Linked DNA regions of Triticum aestivum: region 1 is linked to region 2. A link is a contact called in public Hi-C data. All regions are on one chromosome and are shown on one strand. Each heading gives the region's core, a stretch centred on a gene start, on an enhancer-like site or on the middle of the called end of the contact. The rest is flanking DNA. Distances are from core to core; before and after follow the strand shown. Region 1 holds the start of LOC123060980 (protein pleiotropic regulatory locus 1). Region 2 holds the start of LOC123058244 (late embryogenis abundant protein 41-like).

The links. Hi-C and Micro-C count contacts between places; a contact is called where the count stands out from the background.
Region 1: a contact with region 2 is called in a Hi-C map of leaf, with 10 times the contacts expected there. The contact joins the promoter of LOC123060980 here to the promoter of LOC123058244 in region 2. A contact is called at or near these places in 3 of 5 Hi-C or Micro-C datasets (leaf and an unstated tissue).

What each region holds. Positions count from the first base shown.
Region 1 is chr3A:207,190,220-207,193,652 of IWGSC CS RefSeq v2.1, reverse strand. It overlaps LOC123060980 (protein pleiotropic regulatory locus 1), which reads right to left and starts at 1,651. Exons shown (of 17, transcript XM_044483857.1): 1 at 1,415-1,651; 2 at 1,294-1,318; 3 at 1,094-1,193; 4 at 797-878; 5 at 648-707; 6 at 405-486; 7 at 1-86. The coding sequence starts at 1,554. It overlaps LOC123060981 (50S ribosomal protein L18), which reads left to right and starts at 1,711. Exons shown (of 2, transcript XM_044483858.1): 1 at 1,711-1,882.
Region 2 is chr3A:206,926,685-206,929,831 of IWGSC CS RefSeq v2.1, reverse strand. It overlaps LOC123058244 (late embryogenis abundant protein 41-like), which reads left to right and starts at 1,415. Exons shown (of 1, transcript XM_044481036.1): 1 at 1,415-2,158. The coding sequence starts at 1,535. The coding sequence ends at 1,822.

The sequences.
Region 1 (3,433 bases), core at 402-2,901, 260 kb before region 2:
GTTCTATCAGCAGAACCAGTACAGAACCATTCATTGCCTGGATCAAATGCTATAGATCGCACCCAGCCCAAGTGGCCACTGATAACCTGCATACGTTTAGAACTACCATCAACAATAATTCTGGAAAAGAAATGATGTAATTTATCAATTAGTGAGAACCAAGATGCTCCCATATACCAGTTTAATTCCAACCAAATATGCAGAAGAACATGAGAGGGTTTAACGATTTTAACCAATTTAAATATTCACAGATGGATAGTAGAATTGCATGGATGCTCAAAAGGTCAAAATAAATCTTTTTTCCAGTCCAAATACGGCACCGATATGCCAAGAACCTGTCCCTGGGGTGCCAAACAAGCTATAACACACAATATGGAAGTGACACTTGAATGAAAGATAATTACCCGATAGTTCTTCCAGGGAGCATGCCATACAGGTTTAGGCCATCTACTTGGCAACCTTTCCATCAGTGCAGATGTCGAGAATCTAAAAGACATATCAAGACATGAGCAATTTAAAGTAACAGCCAGGAACTGCACATTACAAATATTTCACAGTTGACACACTTGATAGAATATCAGAAATAATATGGAAGCCATGTTGTATGATGACCAGACAGCCATAGAGGGAAATGCAAGTGAACAAACCTATCAGATGACCCAGGAACCGACAATACGGTTGTATTTTTGCCAGGCACTGCAGATTCACTGATGAAAAATCAAAGAGGAAACTTCAGTAGCAATAAAAAGGAACATCAACATATTAACAACAGACAAGAGAACATGGATGCACTTACGGTGCTTTAGGAAGCATAAGCGGTGCAGGGATAATGGCATTACTAGTGCCTTCCCTAGGAGCATCTTTTGTGTCTTGTGTGCCTGACAAAGATAATTTTTATCATCCTGTAAACAATCTACAATGAAATTCGCTAGAATTTCAGCCGTTATTCCTGTTCTTGAAATCCCCATTGTTTCTTTTGCCTAGCGGTCATTACTAACGAGCATCAAAAGTCCTGATATAGCTAGTGAATTTCTGTTGTTCAATTTGAAAAGCGGCAGGGACTTCTCATTCAAGAAGGGCAGCAAAAAAATACCTAGAAGCGCCAATGCATTGGAAGGAGCGGCGGCGCCCTTCCCCTGCGCTCGGTCCTGGTCGGTCGGCAGGTTCTTGACCGCGCCGTACTCCGCATTCACCTGCGAGAAACCACCCGACCACCAAATTCTCAGGGCCGCCGCTTATGTGCAGACAAAGGTAGGAACATAACCAGTAGAGAGCCGAGACGAGGCCACGAACCTTGCAGCTGACGCGAATCCGTTTGCTGCCGCGAGATAGAGAGCAAGCGAAGAGAAGAGGTTAGCACAAGTGGGCTAGGGTTTGGGGGGGTTAAGGAAGGGGGGCGAGCGAGCTGGCTTACCTCTCGGCGTCGGGAGCGAAGGGGAGGGAGTGGGTGGGCGCGAAGAGGTCGAGGGAGCGTCTCAGCGACTTGAGACTCAGCTTCTTCAACGACTGCGGCTCTACCGGCTCGCCGCCCGCTGATGCCGCCGCCATCGCCATAGCCGCCGCCCGCCGATCTCCGAGCTACTACTCACTTCTCCTTTCTTGTCCCGGTACTGGAGGCGGTTCACAATGTGGGCCTGGATAAGAAACGAGCTGGGCTCACCCCCAAACAACGACCATATTCCTGGGCCTAACCGGGCCGTTACTAGTCTAATCGCATCGCATCGCGTCCATTCCTCCTCTAACCCTGCAGCCGCCGCCCCGTCCATGTTCTGATCGGCTTCGCCACCCACGTCGCGCCGCGCGCCGCCGCCGCCGCCCTGCGCTGTCCGCTGCATCCCCGGCTCGCCGCGCGGTACGACTCCGGCCCCACGTGCTCTCCGAGGTAGGCCACCTCTCTCATAAAGTCGTAATACAGATATAGTCAGGCTGCACTTCTCGTGAGATCCGTATCGGTTTACCTATGCGTTGATTCACCAGTGGTATTCTGCCATTCCGTGGTAGAGCTCAACTCATTTTGAAACACATCTTCACCAGATGGGTTCGATAATTTGGTTCTGTGGCTGTTAATTTGATATGGCCCGAGAATTAAGTGTCGCTAATTCTTATGTTTAGGTCTGCACGCAGCACGCTTGATCCAGTTTCTGCATACTTAACTGCCATGTTTTTATTTGAAAAATCTTGAGCTGGAATTCATTAGGTGCCATGTGTACTGGTAAACTGAAATGTGTAGAGCCCTATTCGGTACTGATGTTTATTGGAGCCTAGCATTGCTGGGGCATATTAAGGTCTTGGCTTCACTCAGTGACAATCCTTTCCGGCTTCGGGTTACTGGCTCAGTGTAGTGAGTCACTCTGAAAGTCTTTTAGTTCTTTTGGGACAAATCACTCTGTTTCTGCCTCATGAATGCATAAATTTTCCTTCTTAGCCATTAGATATTGCCACTCTAGATAATTTGGCTGAAATCTAAATTTCATGGTGTAATATCCTATTCATTTTGCTGAAGTTGACATGTCTGGTCATCATACCTCAAAAGACAGTGTGATTAAGCTTCCTCTCAATGAACCTGCTAAATTCTGCCTTGGTTTGTTTGGCGCTAAGTATTCTGATATCAATGTTGGCAACTTCATTTAGAGTTTTATGTCTGTCAATTAAGTTACTGCTGCTGCATTATATTAAAAAAAATGCATATCAACTAGAACACTATTCTCATAGCTACATTGTTCAGGCTATGTTTGGCCTATGCCTAAATTAACCGCATCAATTTCTTGCTCATGATGTCACAGTGTCCAAATTAATACCTCTCATAGGCATCTACATGGTTTGCCAAACTCTCCATATACTCATGCTCCTTAGGCGACTCCCAGTGAACTTCCTTGCCAACATAGGCCAGAACTTTGACAACCAAAACCATATCCAATATTTTGCCTAGCCAACATTTTTGTATCTCTTGGCTTGGACCAATGTTCAGGCTATCGGTAACTGGTACCATATCAGTTGGGTGCTGAGTAGGGATTAATGGGCGAATAGGCCATTTTTACTGAATTTATCGGTAACCCATTTATCGGGAGGTATAACTAGGGCCATATCTATATATCCTAGGCTATACAGCGACGTGCAATGTACTGAGTGTCTAAATACGCAATCCTAGGCTACATAGCAACAAGGAAAATTGTTGCCTTGATGTTCTAATGATGTTGCAGCTGATCTGGAAGTTTATAAACCTGAACATTGAAAAGTAGGAAGGGAATGGCCTAGTTTTGGGCTAAAAACTGCCTAGTAGTTAATTAGCCCAGCCAATAATTCGGCCTGACAGCTGATAAATCGGCTTGTCAGACAAATTAACTGGACCTACCAGTTAATGGCTCGAATAGCACGTTCTCGTATCTGAGGGGTCCGAATAACAGTTAACTACTCTACAGTTAACTGACCGGTA
Region 2 (3,147 bases), core at 166-2,665:
TTGAAAAATTAATTTGGACGCTGATAACGCCCACACGCGTGATTTATTAGACATCCGCCCATACGCCGTGTGTGGTGTAAGCAGAAGGCAGCCCACACAGATCATGTGTGGGCGAACATTCGGGCTGCCCATACGTGTGGGCGCCGCTACTTCGTGTCGCACGCCTAATGAACTACTACTCATCTTCACCCCGCGTGTGTGGCATAAAGCAAATCTGCCCACACGTCCTGGCGCATCCATGGGATGACAAATGTAGTTGCCATGTGTAAGTAACGATAGTTGCCACGTGTTCAAACTATAGTTGCCATGTGTGATAAACTACTTACCCTACGTGGTCAAATAATAGTTGCCATGGGTGATTAACTAGTTGCCATGTGTAATTAACTAGTTGCCTCGTGTGGTCCAACCATTGTTGCCACGTATGATTTATCGTAGTTGCAATGCGTGATTACCTTTTTTTAAATAAACGAAATTTTATTCATTAGCAATAACCAATACATCGTTTGTGAGAAGTGTTACAATTTCACTAAAAGGCTCCTCAAACCAAACCGAAGTCTGAAAAAAAATCTAGCTAATCTAGCCAGTTCATGTGCTACTTTATTTACCTCTCTAGTTGCCACATACGCACAACTGCAGCTGCCGCCTAGCAACGAATCATAGTTGCCATGTGTGTTATCCTAGTTGCCACGTACGTGCAACTGCAGTTGCCATCGAACAATGTACGAGTGTCGTGCGGGCGAAGAGCAGTTCATCCACACATGCGTGAACCAGGTGGTGACTGTGTGGCCAAAAATTAGTTCGTCCACACGGCGCAGTTGGCAACCGTGTGTTGCGGGTCGTGTGGATGAACTCTCCAACGCCTACACACACGATGATGCCCACATGGCACTGAAAATCTAACAGATTTTTTTAAGATTCATGTAAAATAAAATCAACGTGTATCAACGAGTGTGGGTAAAGTGTAAATATGTCACACATGTGGGCGTTAATATTTTTAATTAATTTTAGTGCGCACCAAACCGAGAAGAGCTAGGGCAACTTCGCCGTTGACAACGAACCCAACACGACCTGGCTTATACTCCTCTCAAAAGTCCTAATTGCCACCAACTTTTTATTAAACGTGCGTCGCTCTCGCTGGCTCATGTCGACCGGGCGAGGCACGGCAACATCAGCTCGAGAAGAGTAAACAAAAATATCAAGTCGACTCTCTCAAAAAAAAATCAAGTCGACCACGTAGGAAGGAAGCGACGAACCCGCGGCGCCATTTCCTGCGTCCGTCGCGTCGGCACGTGCCGGTTCGCCGCGCTGAGTGACGGCGCCCAAAAGCCACCGAATCTTTGACAAAACCCCGTGCCGTTGGGCCCTTTTTACTGCGCCTGCCCCTCCCCGTCTCCCTTTATATACGGGCCCTGGCCTCTCTCGTTCCCCCACACCACCAAAGCCCACCAAGCCTCAAACGCCCACGTTGGAGCAGTAGCAGCAGCACAGAGCCAGAGCCAACCAGCCGTTCGATCGTCCAACGCAGACGGATCCGATGGCCCTCGCTCTCTCCGGCTCCGCTGCTGCCCGCGCGCTCGCCCAGCGGCTGGCCCCGGCCACCGCCAGGGGCTACGCGGCGGCGGCCTCCTCCGGGGCGATGAGGCGCGGCGCCGCGGCGGCCGCGGACGGGAAGGCGGCCAGGGAGGCCGAGAAGGCCGCGGCCGACGCCTCGTGGGTGCCCGACCCCGTCACCGGCCACTACCGCCCCGCCAACCGCGCCGCCGGCGCCGACCCCGCCGACCTCCGCGCCGCGCACCTCGGACAGACCTACGCACGGGCCTGAAGCCCGGCTCCACTCGACCCTCCTGGTCCCGCCATGGAAAACAGAACTGCTACCGCTACGTAACGAGGGAAGATAGGGAAGAGGCAGGCGGGGCTCGTTCGCCGCGCGCGGCTGTGCGGCTTCACGACGCATCTCATCATCATCGATCCTATACTACGGGGGAGATGCGGCCTGGACGTTTGGCTGTTTCCCATTGTGTTTGTGTGCGTGCGTGCGTGCGTCTGGGCTTGGATGCTCAGATCAGATGTATTTTTGGTCGAGCAGGGCTTGTACCTTTTACTTTTACAGTTAGGTATTATAATAACAAAAGAATCCAGCGTTTTTCTTGTTCCTAAACAAATGTTTCTTGCGTTTTCTTGCTATCTGATTCATTCTTGCGTTGATCCTGCAAATGGAGCTCCAATAAATATTGAATCTGCAAATGAAGCTCCAATAAATATTGAATTCATGCTCCTAAACACATATTCATTACTGGCTTACTGCTATAACCTATATAAAATCATTTAGACGTCGGTCCTGCAAATGAAGATTCAGTAGTACGGGGGCAGGGCAGTCACAGCTCGAGCCGCTGTACAGCAACCGCGTCGGGACACGGTGAAATGTTCCGGTGTCACGGACGTCTGATGACGTGCACTGCTGCCTCAAACGCGCAACGTCAGCGTGTAGTTGTTCTTCTTTCTTTTTTCTCTTCAAATTTCACGTCAACACTGGTCGTGACATGTTGTATGTCATTTTTTAATACAATATGAATGCAGACACACTCATACATACGCATATACACAACGGCTTTCTCGAAAACACCTGGTCGACTGTCTCTAAAGCACTAGGTGCGCGTGCGTAGGCTAATTATTAGGTCGCGCGGCGTCGTCACTGTTTGTGAACACTTTCTCACTGCCCGAGCAACATGGACATTGCTGCGCGCAGGCGGCATGGAATCAGGTCGCTTCGATCGAACGGACGTCGCCTTGTACTCACGACGGCGACCGGAAAGGAAAGCATCGCGTCTCACGGCACCGGCCGCACGTCGACGTCACGGGCTCGAGTGCGTCTACTCATATGTGAACCTTGTCATGCCAAAACGTCTCTCCGTTGCTGCTAACTCTGCGTCAAATCGATTGATCTTTCTTCCGTTAAGAAAACAACTGATCCTTCGTGAGATACGACGGTTTAGTATAGCTGACCAGAAAACAATGACAAGGATTATCCCGCGCGTGGAGAACCCAATTAAGAAGACACCCCGTGCTCGCATGATGGCCACCAGGAACCTAGATCGACGAGATCTTGCACCAGAAAGAGCCAAAAACCTCGAGTCCCAGGCTCCCAGC